Regions from separate parts of the Xenopus tropicalis genome. Here region 1 is linked to region 2. A link is a contact called in public Hi-C data. All regions are on one chromosome and are shown on one strand. The core of a region is the stretch at or near the end of the contact, and the rest is flanking DNA. Distances in the headings are between cores, read along the strand shown.

Evidence for each region. Hi-C and Micro-C count contacts between places; a contact is called where the count stands out from the background.
Region 1: a Hi-C map of brain shows a contact between it and region 2, with 4 times the contacts expected there. The contact joins the enhancer-like site here to the promoter of atp2b1 in region 2. A contact is called at or near these places in 2 of 5 Hi-C or Micro-C datasets (brain and tailbud embryo).

What each region holds. Positions count from the first base shown.
Region 1 is chr3:55,258,750-55,266,090 of UCB_Xtro_10.0, forward strand. No RefSeq gene overlaps it. Among named protein-coding and RNA genes, the nearest start is that of atp2b1, 150 kb to the left of the region's middle. Within about 2 kb of position 4,827, at least 8 of the 11 cell types and tissues checked have an H3K27ac peak or open chromatin away from gene starts, as enhancers often do.
Region 2 is chr3:55,109,541-55,116,864 of UCB_Xtro_10.0, forward strand. It overlaps atp2b1 (ATPase, Ca++ transporting, plasma membrane 1), which reads right to left and starts at 5,586. Exons shown (of 21, transcript NM_001368122.1): 1 at 4,973-5,586.

The sequences.
Region 1 (7,341 bases), core at 3,577-6,076, 150 kb after region 2:
CAGCAGCAGTAGGCACTTGCTCTATTGCGTTACTGTTTTCATTGAAAAACATATTGATATACTCTTCACCGTAAAGGATAGCAGTCCCAGGGGACTGTAGTACAAGGTATGGGACCTGTTATCCAGAATGCTCAGGACCTGGGGTTTTCCAGATAAGGGATCTTTCCGAAATTTGGATCGCCATAACTTAAGTCTGCTAAAAATCATTTAAATATTGAACAAACCCAATAGGCTTGTTTTGCCACCAATAAGGATTAATTAGATCTTAGTTGGGATCAAGTACAAGGTACTGTTTTTTAATTACAGAGAAAAAGGAAATAATTTTTAAAAATTAGAATGATTTGCTTATAATGTAGTCTATGGGAGATGGCCTATTCGTAATTCAGAACTTCCTGGATAACGGGTTTCCAGATAAGGGTAGTAGGAGTGCTGTAGGAGTGCATAGATAGACCAGAGGGTTTGGACTACTCAGCAGTTTCAATATGTTTACATTGCAGACAGACTTCCCGATTTTGGGCCCTAAACGTTTTTCTAAGAGGGAACTTTTGCTTTCTATATAAAAAAACAAAACACAACATGGTTGAAAAAAATCCAAACAATCCAATCCAAATATTTTTTTTTTTATTATCCACACTACCAAATCACATGTCATTCAACAGTGCTGGCATGGTAACTCTATGGGGCTGATTTACTTACCCACGAACGGGTCGAAATGAGTCCGATTGCGTTTTTTTGTAATGATCGGTATTTTGCGATTTTTTCGTATGTTTTGCGATTTTTTCGGATTCTTTACGAATTTTTCGTTACCAATACGATTTTTGCGTAAAAACGCGAGTTTTTCGTATCCATTACGAAAGTTGCGTAAAAAGTTGCGCATTTTTTGTAGCGTTAAAACTTACGCGAAAAGTTGCGCATTTTTCGTAGCGTTAAAACTTAAAAGGTGCAAAGTTTTGCGTAAGTTTTAACGCTACGAAAAATGCGCAACTTTTCGCGTAAGTTTTAACGCTACGAAAAATGCGCAACTTTTTACGCAACTTTCGTAATGGATACGAAAAACTCGCGTTTTTACGCAAAAATCGTATTGGTAACGAAAAATTCGTAAAGAATCCGAAAAAATCGCAAAACATACGAAAAAGTCGCAAAATGTTCGTTTTCAAGTCGGAACTTTTCCAATTCGGGTCGGATTCGTGGGTTAGTAAATCAGCCCCTATGTAATTATTTTTTGGACTGAGTAGTATTTTGCCCCCCCCCCCCTTTGTCTTTGTGCAAAATTCATATATTTCACTTTAAAATTGGGAGTGAAAGTAAAAGTCTTAGGTAAAGAGGATATTTTTCTCTTTATGGAAGAAATATAAAGCTAAGAAATTACTGTGACAAATTTGAAATGGTTATAGAATCTGCAATGCATTATACTTACACAGGCAGCACACAGTATGAAGAGATTCACATTAAAATGAAGCCTGGAGAAGGATAATTCTGGCAGATGCTCCAAAACAAGATTGCATTAGAGTCTCTGGAGAAGGTAGTGGCGGTATTAAAAATATGAAATGAGAGAATGCATGATGAGGTTTGTGGCTGATTGATTAGGGTAGGTGTAGAAGTTGATAGATGAACAGTCTGGAGACTATTTTAATATACTGACCAAACAACATCAATGTAAAAAGAAAAGTACAGGCAGTTTTCTCTCCACCTCTGCATCGATGCGTCACATTTTAGAAGAAAACGTTGCCTACAGAAGATTTAAAGGAAAGAGATATAGTTATAGAATTGTTGCTAAAAGTTTAATGGTATATTAAAGGGGTGGTTCGCCTTTGAGTTTACTTAGTATGTTATAGAACAGCAGGTTCTAAGCAACGTTTTATTTGGTCTTCATTATTTTTTTTATAGTCTTTTAATTAGGTGCCTTCTTCTTCTTCAAATTGTCTCAAAGGTATGAATCCCCTTTAAAATGTGTAATTAAATTGGTCAAAGATAGGGGTAAAGAAACAAATTGCTCATTTAAAGGGACTTGTACAAACTGGGGAAATGCACAGGTAAACTACAGAAAGTCTTGGGATTGTAAACTAATGGTGATGAGCGAATCTGTCCCGTTTCGCTGAAACATTTACGAAACGGCAGAAAATTCTCGAAATGCATTTGTCGCACAAATTGTTTGTCATGCGCGTCTTTTTTTTTTGCAGCACAGCTGATATTCCATGGGAACCACAGAGTAATAGGCTATATGCAAACTGTTTGAAATTCATTTGAATATTCTAAAAATCTAGTCCAAGAAGATATGAGACCCAGAAATATAATTATAATAGGAAGCATTACCTCACAAACGCTCTCCCAGGGGGATGTCGAACTTGACATTCGCTTTTGTGGCTTAATCAGTAAGGGACATTGCTCTCATTTTTACTGACTTTGATAGAAGGATTAAACCCAGTGACAAAGTCACCCATCTGTCCTAGCCCGAAGGGTATAATTACGTGTGGCAATTTCTCAGCAAAGGTTCTTAGGAAAAACCTTGGTGACAAAGAGAATTTTCACAAATGGCTTCATATTATTTTAAATGGAAATTGCCCAGGAGTATAACAAACTGGCACAATTCCCATTTATAATTGTGGGAAGTCAACAAGGACAACTGTGTGCAATGACTTTGGTGATAAAAGTCATAGAGACAGAACACTGATATATCTCTTTGACATTATTCTAAACCAGAAAAAAGGGAGTCCAATGCAGCTGGGATAACAGTGGTGAAGAGGTGCCAGTTGTGAGGTATGCAGACTATAAATAGAAGATGTAGCATCAGTCTTTGACAAGGCCAAGAGTTTCGTTACACCCTTGAACATTGGACATTATGTCAGAGGATGTTATACATGCAATTAAAAGCCTTCTGAAATGTGAAAGGCATGTGAATACGTTCTCTTTTCAGGAGACTTCAATAATGAATTTTTTGCATTCTGAAGGACTCTTTATCTCCTTTTAGACTTTTTCACCCTAACCAGGTTGGTTTTTCTAGGGCTGAGAGGATGCTATAGTTTGCCCTAAGAACAGTTGCAAAGGGGTCGATTAGCAGAATAAATACATACTTGCCTCTGCCAAACTGCAAATGATTCGCAATAAATAGATACATAAAACAGATAAAATACCTACAAACATGTACGTTATTGTAATCATTTTTGCAAATATTTAAAAGCAGATATCTAAAAATACAAATTTTCGAGAAAACATAAAATTCTCAGATGCGCATTAATATCTAAAACAACACAAGGCTCAAAAACTTGATCGCTTAAAAAGGTAAAAAGTCAACTTGAGCACAGTGACATCATATTCTACCCATTATATGAATCAGTTTGACAAATTTCAAATCAAACTTGAGAACTCGATTTGAAAAAAAGCTCCGGTATTTTAAGTACAAGTCCCATTGACTTCTGCAGGTACTTGTCAGCTTTTGAGTGATGAATTCTGTTATTTAGGTTTTAAAGTTTTTTGTTCTTAATAAATATGTATTTTTGCTGTGAACATCTTGAATTGCATTAAAAATGTGAATTTAAATCTGACTCGTAGAGAAATTGTACATTTTGTAAGTGTGGCTGAGAAAAAAATGGAAAGAGAATTAGGAGCAGATTTAGTAAAACTTTGAACAAACTCATTTCCATGAATGTCTGACATTTACTAAAAAGTCTGAACTAAAAAAAGTCTGTGTGGGAAAAAGTCACAGAAAAGTCTTGTCACACTGAATCCTCCTAAGTCTAAAGGCATTCTTTTTAAGTACTTACTGCATATCTAAATTCCCAGAACCCTGCTTGCTTCTCTGAGATATGGTGCTGGCAGCCTACAGCAGTGTGAAGACTCCAGTAACATCAGTGAAATCTCTCTCCCCTTCCTGTGGAATGCCATTCCTATTCTCTGAGCATGTGTGTAACTTGATCCTGTCTCCTGTTCTGAGCTACACATGCCCACCAGCCAATCAGAAGCGGATCTGGCAGAGGGGAGGGGGGAGGGAATGAAACACATGTGCAGTATGAAGCAAGGAGGGAAAGGAAGGGAGAATACCTTTTTAGAGATGGCTGCCTGTTCTAGAAAATGTGAAGTAAGTGTGACTGAGTAAATATTTGATTAGGTGAGCCAAAAGTGTGGCTTTTTTACTAAACAATAGGAGGACTATTGGGCAGTATGATTTTTAAATTTTGACTTGCATTCTCCTTTAAAAAAGATGTAATGGGTAGAACTGACTCTACAGAACAAGGTAATTTTGAAGTTTTATAGTCTGCTGCCAGGAATCTGTGGTGAATCTGATGACTGTGCATATCACGAGGAGCTTCAGGCGCAAAGCACATTATGATGGGTAAGGTTGTTTGTAATGGTATAGAGATGAGTTTAAGATACTGCTGTATAAATGGTATGTGAAGTTTTTGTGGTCGCTGAATGTGATGGATGTTATTTTAATGTGGTTGCATGATAGATTTGAATGTTAAAATGGAAACACTTAAAAGAGCAGAGGGAAATGAAGTTGATAGCATGGCTAGCCAAGTTAGAAAGAAGCTTTTACTGTATCTGTTAATGTTACAACATGCCATTTGGTGTCAGAATAACTTGATTCTAAGCATTCGTCACTATATTTTTGTTGTCAGAAGATCTACTCTGTTATTCAGTGTTTGTGCTCTGAATCCTCACGGCTGCAATTAGTCCTGACTTCCTCTCCCTAGATCCTAGCAAACATATGCTTGTACATGTCTCTCTTTATAGACATTAACATTTTTGGCTCAGTTTTACAGGTATTACCCTGGGTGTAATATTCACCTCCTACGCTTGGAAGCACAGCATCACCCTGTGGATCTGTCTCATAATACACCTCTGCCTAACAGTTTCTCTAGCATGTATAATTAGAACGCTCTTAACTTCAAGGTCAGGAAATCCATATGACCAACAGGCATTAACCTATTAACTCCTTTGCAATTCAGCGCAAACAGAACAATTTATTTACAGAAGTGAAAAGGTTGAACGTATAAGATCTCAAGATCTCTCCAGCCTTTCTGGAGAGAGTTTTGTTTTTCAAGTGAGTTTATTTCTAAATATGTGCCATTATTTTAGGTTTGTAATTATGGAGTGTGCATTTTGTACTCACAAAAGAAGAGAGAATCTGCAGTTAGGCACAAAGGGTGCAAGTGGTTTGTTAGTTAACAAACATACTTTGAAGTTGTTTTTCATTGCTTTTACTTCTGTTAAGAGTAAGTACTGCAAGTAGTTATTGTTAGTCACTCTATTTTTTTTACTTCTTTTATCTGGCTTTGTTATTCATTCTTTTATTGTGGTAAGTATTGACACAACAGCCATTGATTTAATTGTGTCATTAGGAACGTTTCATGCCTCAAGCCATACTACATGCCACAGCTATGAATGCAGTTTCAAAATACAGTATTGAACTACTTCAAAAGACAAAGTGCTGAAGAAAACCTCTTAAATTTTGTTCAAGCTTTTGGAAAAGATGCAGGTTTGGAATGTCTCATAAAATAAAATGAGTGGCTCGATACAATGCAGTGGTGTCATAGTAACTCACTTGCACTTGATATATTGAATGGTTTCTATAGACTTTAATAAGCAAGCTTTCCATGTGCAAACTTTTGGTACAGGTTTCAGTAACAATCATTTCCTTCTTGCTATCTTCAAGTCTTGGTGATAACAGTGAATTTAAAAAAAAGAAACCATGCTTATTTCAAAGTGTAAGTAACATGTTTGTGAATTGCTATTAGCCTGGAAAGAAAGGGTTTTCAGTGCAAATACAATGTTTTATATACTGTGGCTAAGTTATATCTAGGTACTCATGTGCCAAATAACCAGAACCAGGGCTAAAAATATATATTTCAAGGTGTCCAAGGCCAAGCCAGAGGGGCTGCTGTAAGATGCCAAAGATAGACAGACACTATTTATTAGGCTGCTGGGGGGCTGTTTGGGTCTCTGTGTACCAAATGTCAGGGCCTAATTTGAATACCAGTCAGATACCAAATGGTCAGATATAAGTGGAGCAGAGCAAAGGATCATGATTCAAATTGTAACCTGGATGTGTTAAAAGGTTTTTTTAAATGTGTTCCTCTTGAGGTTGGACGAATAAAAACATTCAGTTAATTTTGTAATTTTACACAATGCTAAAAATGACTGAAGATTGTTTTAGCACAGTCCTGTGCCATGGATGAGGTGGACAAGGCTTATCAGTAAGTGGGTTGGGTTTTTTTTTAGTATTTTTTTAGAGTAACTGGGTGGGGCAGGTCAGTTAGGAGGTAACTAATAACTTAACTGTAACATATATATATATATTATATATATACTGTATATATATAACTTCAGAAGAAAGGTGCCTCTCTCACAGGTTTTAAGAAAAGCAAAAAGGTTTTATTTAGGTCAAATGTTTTGGCTGCCTCCACAAGTGCGGCACCTTTCTTCTGAATTTTTACGATGCTACAGTTGGACTTCACCCAGGCATAATTACTGACTTTTTACGTGAGTACCTGCTTTCACGTGTATTTATATATACAGTATATGAAAAATAAATACATTCAGCTCAGAGGCTATATCATGGTGAATGGGTTCATCCTGTGTGTCTTGGTTCCCTGTCAATGTGCTTACATCCCAGTGAAATAATCCACCTGAAAAGTCATTACCATTGGAACCAGTTGACAACCACAAAGAGGAGAGTCAAAGTAAAATCTGTCTTAACCTATATAGGTCAAATAAACATATATTTTTATTTGATTATGTCAGCATTGCATATGTGTAATAAAATCATTGCTGCCTATTAGGTGTTTTTTTATGTGTCTCCATTTAAATGAGTTAATCTGGTCACATTAACATAAATGAAGCCTAGGCAACACAAACTTTCTAACACTGCAGTCTCATGCACAAGAATTCCGACAGGCAACAGATATATGCATACAGATAAGTGCTCCAGTACACAAACACTGCACATAATTCAGTATAAGAAAGGAGCAGCTATTTGTATTACTCATCTTTTTACCATTTATTGTACCTCTGTGCTAAGGAGGCTACCTTTTCATCAAAAGTGTAAAAAAGTGTGGCATTAGCAATGTCCATTAGGAAGCCATGTGACCTGAGGGCAGTCATTTGCTGTTATAAGTCCCCAGGATGGGAGGGCCTAGATGGGGCAGGTAAGGCCCCAGGTTTGGCTCTGCCAGTCTCTCAGCAATTCAGTCCAAAGGTGGAAAAACATAATTATGACAGTGGATCAAAAATGTAGAAATGTAAAATAGCATTGAATTTATGTTTACAATAGCAAATTAGATAAATACATATAAAAAATAAATACTCACCATATCATTACTACTTAATGATACAAGACTCTTG
Region 2 (7,324 bases), core at 4,336-6,835:
CAGTGACCAAAACCTCATACTCACTGTTAATTATTCTTAAAGAGATACTGATACCAGAAATGAAACCCTTAGTTGTAACTGTCATAACATTGTCTTTGCCTGCATTTATAATTTAAGTGTTTGTCCAATGCTTTTACATTACACATCCAATCCTCATGTTCCTCTATGAGGGGGGATGCCATATTTGTGCAGCAGTAGTCCATAAGCATTAGAAGCTATAACCGACAGGTTGAGAAGGGACAGTTAGGTTGGCAAAAGTCAGGTTTAGGAACTTCAAATAGCAATTACTTACAAAAGCAGCCCTATTAGAGAAAAATCATCAACATGACCTATAGGCAACTTTTAACCTACATTCATATTTTGAAAAGTAGTTTTTTAGTATCAGTATCACTAAGTCTGAGGCATACTGCAGTCTGCTCTTTAGCAACAATCATGTGGCACACAAAAGGTGACAGCAACCAAAATAGTCCAAATATCAGGGGATCGTGCCGTTTATTTAAAATGCATAAACTCAATTAGACAAATCAAGCATGCCTGACCAACTACATGGATATCTGTTTTACACTAGTTTGTATGTGAAAAAAAAAAAACCAAACAATTCTACACACACACACACACACATATACACATATACATATATAGTGTATAAAATATATATGGATATGTTAACTAGTGTTTCAGAGAATAAATAACCTTACAAGATCATTGTGATGTTATTTTCCTGGCATATGAAACATTCACAATTGGTAAATACAGAAAAAAAATTTAAGCAAAGGTGTCAAACAACAAAAAAAAGAACAGACTGGATAAATGGTAGTTTCATCAAAACTGTTATTTAAGTGCATGCCCATTAATACCAAAGATATTTAGAATATACATCAATGGCCTCTTAAGCAACATCAGCTCTATTTCTGTCACACACCATCTGATGTCAGAAGTTCCTAACTTGCAACACGATACAAGCTAACCACACTGTTCTGAAACAAAAGGATACTGTAACAAAAAGGTAGAAAGAAAGGCAAGTAATGAGGTCAGCAAAAAACCGCTTGTGGGCACATGGCATGAGGCTAGACACCGCTTCCTGCACCAACTACAAACAATATGTATAAATATATAAATATGCATCAATTTTAATTGTTTTTTTTTCTGCAGCAGAAGAAAATTTCACTGGATTCATCATGGATCATTTGACTAGGCCTCGGCCTAGTGGTTAATAAATCCCAATTTAAACTGAGATGACAGTTACCAAGAGTACTGTAAAGAATATACAGGTATGGGACCTATTATCCAGAATGCTCAGGACCTGGGGTTTTCCGGATAAGGTATCTTTCCATAATTTGGATCTCCATAACTTAAGTCTGTTAAAATCGTTTAAATATTGAATAAACTAAATAGGATTGTTTTGCCTCCAAAAAGGAATCATTATATCTTAATTGAGATGAGGTACAAGGTACTTTTTTATTATTAGAGAAAAATGAAATCATTTTTAAAAATTAGAATTATTTGGTTGTAATGGAGTCTATGGGAGAAGGCCTTTCCATAATATGGAACTTTCTGGATAACAGGTTTCCAGATAAGGGATCCCATACCTGTATTCATATATTTATACAGTAAAACACTTTAACTCCCATTACAGATAATGGAGACAGGAGTGTTTATTGCTCCTTCGCAGGAAGATCATTTGAAATGAGTACCTTTCCATTACTTAGTAATAGATGCCTAAGTGTGCCACAAACCTATCCATTCCCATTAGCTTTAATGCAAAACATTATGACAGTTCCAAAAAATGTGGGTCTCTTTCTATCTTTCGAACAGACTTTATTATTTAATTAAAACTTATTTCAGCCAGGCAATTATTCCATAATGGTACAGGCCAGGAGTACTACCCTCTGATGTGTGCATGTATATGATATATAAATATATGCTCCTATGTGAATGATAATTATTTACAAATATACTAACACGTAAGCAGTGCCTTATGCAAGTCATAAAGCTGTATAAATATGAACAGTTAAATCTCAGAGGACAAGCATTTTCTCCAGCAATGCCCAAACTGCAGCCATATAAAGAGATGCAAAGCCCAGGACACTTCTTTACAACTCCTTTGTAATAATAAATTAGCTGTTTTTTAAAGGTGGCATGTGTTCTTTATGGTGAAGACCTAAAAGTCCCTGGGCATTTACAAATCAGCTCTACTTTCCATAACAAAACAACAGCTGTTATACTACAGTAAAAAAGGCATATCGAAAAACTTTTTTTAATTTCATTTTTATAATTGCTATTGAAAACAGTGCCATTCTGTTCTATTCTCTGTATTTGAATTTTAAACAATGTAAAAAGAATAAGGTCTCTTTCAGGTCTTTTTATATTAGTTTTAATAATTTGGCTTGCAATATTGTTTCAGGAGTCAGAGCCAGAAGTGCAGAGAATATAAATATTTAGATACTCCTTTTAACAGCAATGACCTTTTTTTTTTTTAAAAAACTCCAAAACCACTTTTAAAGTATAATTAATATCCATACTGGGCAGTTGCTTTGAATGACATTGTACAAACTACATTTGTGGAGGGACCCTTTAAAAAGGAAAGTCTTAGCTTAAAGAAGTCAGCCTGCAAAGATAATGATAGCAGAAATGTACTTTTTATTTCCCATATAACAATAAAAGTGGAACAACTATGCAATCAGGTCCCTTCATGAGGACATATGTTAAAACTACAATATATAATTAAGTGCCATCAAAACCACTCTGAAGGACTAAATCTACCACCACAGAAAAAGTCAAGGATTACAAAGACTAGCATCAAAGGCAACAGATCAAAGCTAACCAGAACTGATCACCTGAGGAATTAATGGCTGACAGAGAAAAAAGCATCTGAATAAGTACAGGAGACAACTTCAATAAGGAAAATAAATAAATTAGCCACACAAACTCGGGAAATACTGTTAAGTCCCAGGCAACAATTCTACAACTGGGCACTTCCTGACATTTGACCTCTTGATTGTAATCTGCAATTTGTAGAAAATCCCTCTGCGCTATTTTTAAAATGAAATCTACATGATTACAGAGCCTACGGCTTCACCTCTCCCATTCCATGCTTGCCTTTCAGAAATATTGGAGGGGGGGGGGAGACCTTTAGATTAAAAGGCAAAGAGACTGAAGGAAGACCTTGGGCTGCTGAACTATTTCAAAATACATACACTTCATACATACTTTTGCTTTAACATTTAAAATAATTAAAAATTATAAACAGGATTTCAAAGAGGTAAATTGAATGGTGTTGGTCTAATGATCCAGAAGAACAGAGCATTTGCGAAAAATTACCATTTAACTTTTTTCTGTATGACAAAACAGGCTTTTTTTAGTAGGTCACATACACAAGTTATAAGCAGTCTGGACAAATATCTGAAAGGAATGCAAGCGTAACAACAATTGCACAGATCTTATTGTTCTAAGACAGTTGTCCATCATGGCTGCATATTACGGATCAGACATATATAACTAGACCACAAAGTCACACAAACTACATTCTGGCAGAAATAAACCATGTGATGGGGAAGTCCAACTCAAAGTGGAGAGTCCCTGGAATAAAGCACATGAAGGCTAGCCTTCTGATGTAGTAAGCAGCCGGTGTCATAATCCCAGATATTTAATCAACACATGCAAAAACATTCAAACACCATCTCTGCTTTGATGACTTTTTAAGCAATATTTTAAGCCTTTTTTCCCTTATAATACAGTCTAGAGGAAAACACAGCAAACTATGAAAGATACATAGTATAACCAGTTTAATCATCTAACACTTGCCTTGCAATTAGGGATTTACGAGTGCAAAAATAGCATCTCCAGAGCGATGTACTAGTATGCTTTGCACAGGCGGTTCAGATCAGCAGCTTACTGATAACATAAATCTGTTGCTCTGTACCATGGATGTCGGAATGACTGTTTTAGTATTACAATACCTGCAACCTCTAAGAGCCAGTGCTGAAAGGAGGGCCACAGGTTGGATATCCCTGCTCAGTAACATAAATAAATCCATGTAAACGGCAAAGCGTAGAGCACATAGATACCAACACTCCCAAATCACAAAGGACAGCTCCACGACAAACTGCCTAAATGCAGGAAAATGAATTTTCATGCTTACCTTAATGCAAATTTAGGTGGCAGTTCTCCCTCTATGCCATTTAGCAAATTTTGCTTTTTAAACAGAACTGAACTACGATTTCTAAATGAGATTTGTCATATATGGCAGGTGGCACACACACTATGCCCACTTACAGCGAGCCCCATATGGCACATCAGCCAACTGTCCCTGGAAATGAATTTCAGATACTGGCAAGTATGAAGTGACAGCTTGCAAGGTGCAGGAAGGTGCTGTGAGCTTGCACTGCCTGTCACCATCCTGGCTCATAGACTCATCTGCCTTTGTCAGATGGAAGCAGACAGACTAATCCAGCTCTTGCATCTTTGTTACCATTCAGTAGAAGGGGGGGGGGGTCCATCAGGGTGCAAAATCAAGAAGCCTGCTCCCCTCAAACCTCTTTACTGAGGGAAGTCAAGGTCACAGCAGGGCAGAGACACATTAAGTACCGGATGCCAAGAAATGAAACTGGTGGCACCCACAAGGCATATCCCTTTGTTACCCACTCACATAAAATGACGTCCTCCCTAGGGCCGGTGCCAATCCAGCAGGAGCCAAGAGCTGCCCTGTAATCCTGTCCCTGCAGGCTGGAGATTGGTGCAGAGCTAGCTTTCTCTCTCACAAACCAAGAGAGCCATGAAGCAGAGCTCTTTCACCTGCGGCTCCGCAAGCTAATTACAACCCCCGCGAATGAATGCTCAGAGCCACGGTTCTGCCACAGGTGGAAGGGCTGGAGTGCAAAGGGCAGAGCAGCAGGGCACCTGCCCAGAAGCACAAGGGCAGAAAAATATGGAGGAGACCTAGCGGCCACTGGCTCCGTTAGGTGCCGCTTACCTGAGTTGGGCGGTGCAGACGGAGAAGCAGGACTGGCTCCCCTCACAGCATGGTCTTCCCCTCCCCGGCCCCTGGGTGCTTGACTTGCAGGCGGCAGTTGGTGGCAGTGGCCGGGAGCTGCGAGTGAAGCCGGAGCGATGGGGGGGGTGGGGGCGCAGAGGGAGGGGACAGGGGAGTGGTGATCAAGGAGATGAGGAGGAGGAGGGGAAGCCCCGGTGATAAGGGACCTGACTGAAACCAAAAGGGAGAATTGGTACAATCCCAGTGGCCTCCCTCCAGAGCGGGACTAGGCAGCCATCCGAGCAGCAGCAGCAGCAGGAGGCAGTTTAGAATCCGTGGAACAAAATCGCCAAGATGAAGAAAAGAGCGTGCGGCTGCCGATATGCACTCACTCATGCGCCTCACACACTAAGCACCCAACTCACCCCCGCACCCATACTAAGAACAGGCAGCCGAGAAAGGGAACTCCTCTGGGACCCGGCTGGCAATGTCACTGCGCTGGGAGGAGCGTGCGGGAGGAGGGGATGCCCAATGAGTACGGTGCCCTCTTGCTTATTTAATTTCTATTCCTCGCCCCTGCTTATTTTATTCATTTCTTTATTTCAGCCCACTACCTCAATCTCCTCCCAACGGATCTGCCTACTCCTCCCCTCACCGATATGCCCCCGGGCGTCACGTGATTCGGGTCGACGCTTAGCGGGCACTCGCTCACCGGGTTGTGACGTTTCCGTCCTCTTCAGCGTCTCCGCTTGGACATTGGTTCGCGCCCTGGACCAAGCTTAGGAGGTGCGCGCATACCCGGCCTTCTTCCTAAGCCTCGCCCACCCAGGCAATTCCTCTTGCCTAATTGGCTCTGACGTACTTCTTTCCATGACGTCGCACTGGACATTGTATATATAAATAGGCGAGGGTTCCGCTTTATGAGCTCTGTGATTGTTGGTGTCAGGCGGTGTTTTGGCAGGTGTCGAGTCACTCGCTATTGCGGCTGGTTTTGTTGGGATTTTAATTTGCGGCAACAACTGTTGCTTTAGTATGAGGGCGCAAACTGCGCAGTTTGCTATTCATGTTTGGAGAAGTACGGGGAATTTGTCAGTACGATTGTGTCTCCAGTTTTGTGTTTCAGTGAGTGCCAAACGCTTAGCAAGTGGGGCTGAGCGTAAAGCTGTAGAGGATATATATATATATATCCTCTACATAACTCCTCTATATGTAGAGGAGTTATAACCTGTGTAGCAAGCGTGTAGAGGATGTTGTGTTAATAAAATAAATCTATAGAAGAAGTAGAACCTGTTATATTAGGGGACCCAGTAGAAATAGGGGACTAACTAATGAGAAGTTTCATGTCTTATTTATTTCCCTGTGGACCTAGGTATCTTCTAGTAGTTACGTCACTGCTTGTAATGATTCACTATGTATTATTTATTTTAGCTCTGCAACTCCTGTGGAATGAGATCTCTGTCCTGTAGAGCTAACAATCTAAGTAGGGGGTTAGTAAATTACTGTAGACACTGTTATGTTTGCATGTTTCCTAGTAGAAATTTGTAAGCACTGCTGTTGTGCTGCAGTCCTTACACATTTGAGATTCAAGGTATATGAATATGAACACATTCTGTTGTGTGCACCCCATTTAAAATAAGGACTTTGTGATTTGTTGGGTTATATTTCCTAGTATACAAAGGCCTGCCTTCTTTCTCCTGCATATGTAATAATAATATTAAACTCTTCTATCTTGTTATGCCTACTGTTGTGCTGAACAGAAAACTAAAATACTGAATGAAACAAAGAAGGATAGTTAAATTACAAATGCTTGAAGAAGATAAGTTAATGGCCAAGAGACAAACCTATCACCTGAGCACGTGGAGTAATCCCAACTAATACCAAAGCTATTTTTAAAGAAGATATCTGACAGATTATTATCTTCTCTTATTTATATAGCACCCATATGTTTTGTATTGCTTCACAGATTTTACATTATACACGTCGATCCCTGCCCCCTTGTCCCTATCAGATTGATACTCATTTTAGTTACCTTTATTAGGAGCCAGGTAACTGGAGTACTCAAAGGAAACCCACAAAAGTATGAGATAGGAGGGCAGAAAGGAGAATGTAATATATTTCCAATTTATTTTTGTCCTTTTTTTCATCATGTTATAAATCAATTTTTGTAACAACCGATTTTGTGCTTGACATTATCCTAAGGTGTAAAATATATATGCAAAAACATACTAGTTATAGTTCAGTTTATAGAAAAATATATGCAGTGTATACTGAATGCATGTGCTTGGGGGGAAAAAAAGGTGGAATGACTTTATATCTATGAGCTAAAAAGCTTATTAGAAACCATGCTTTGTA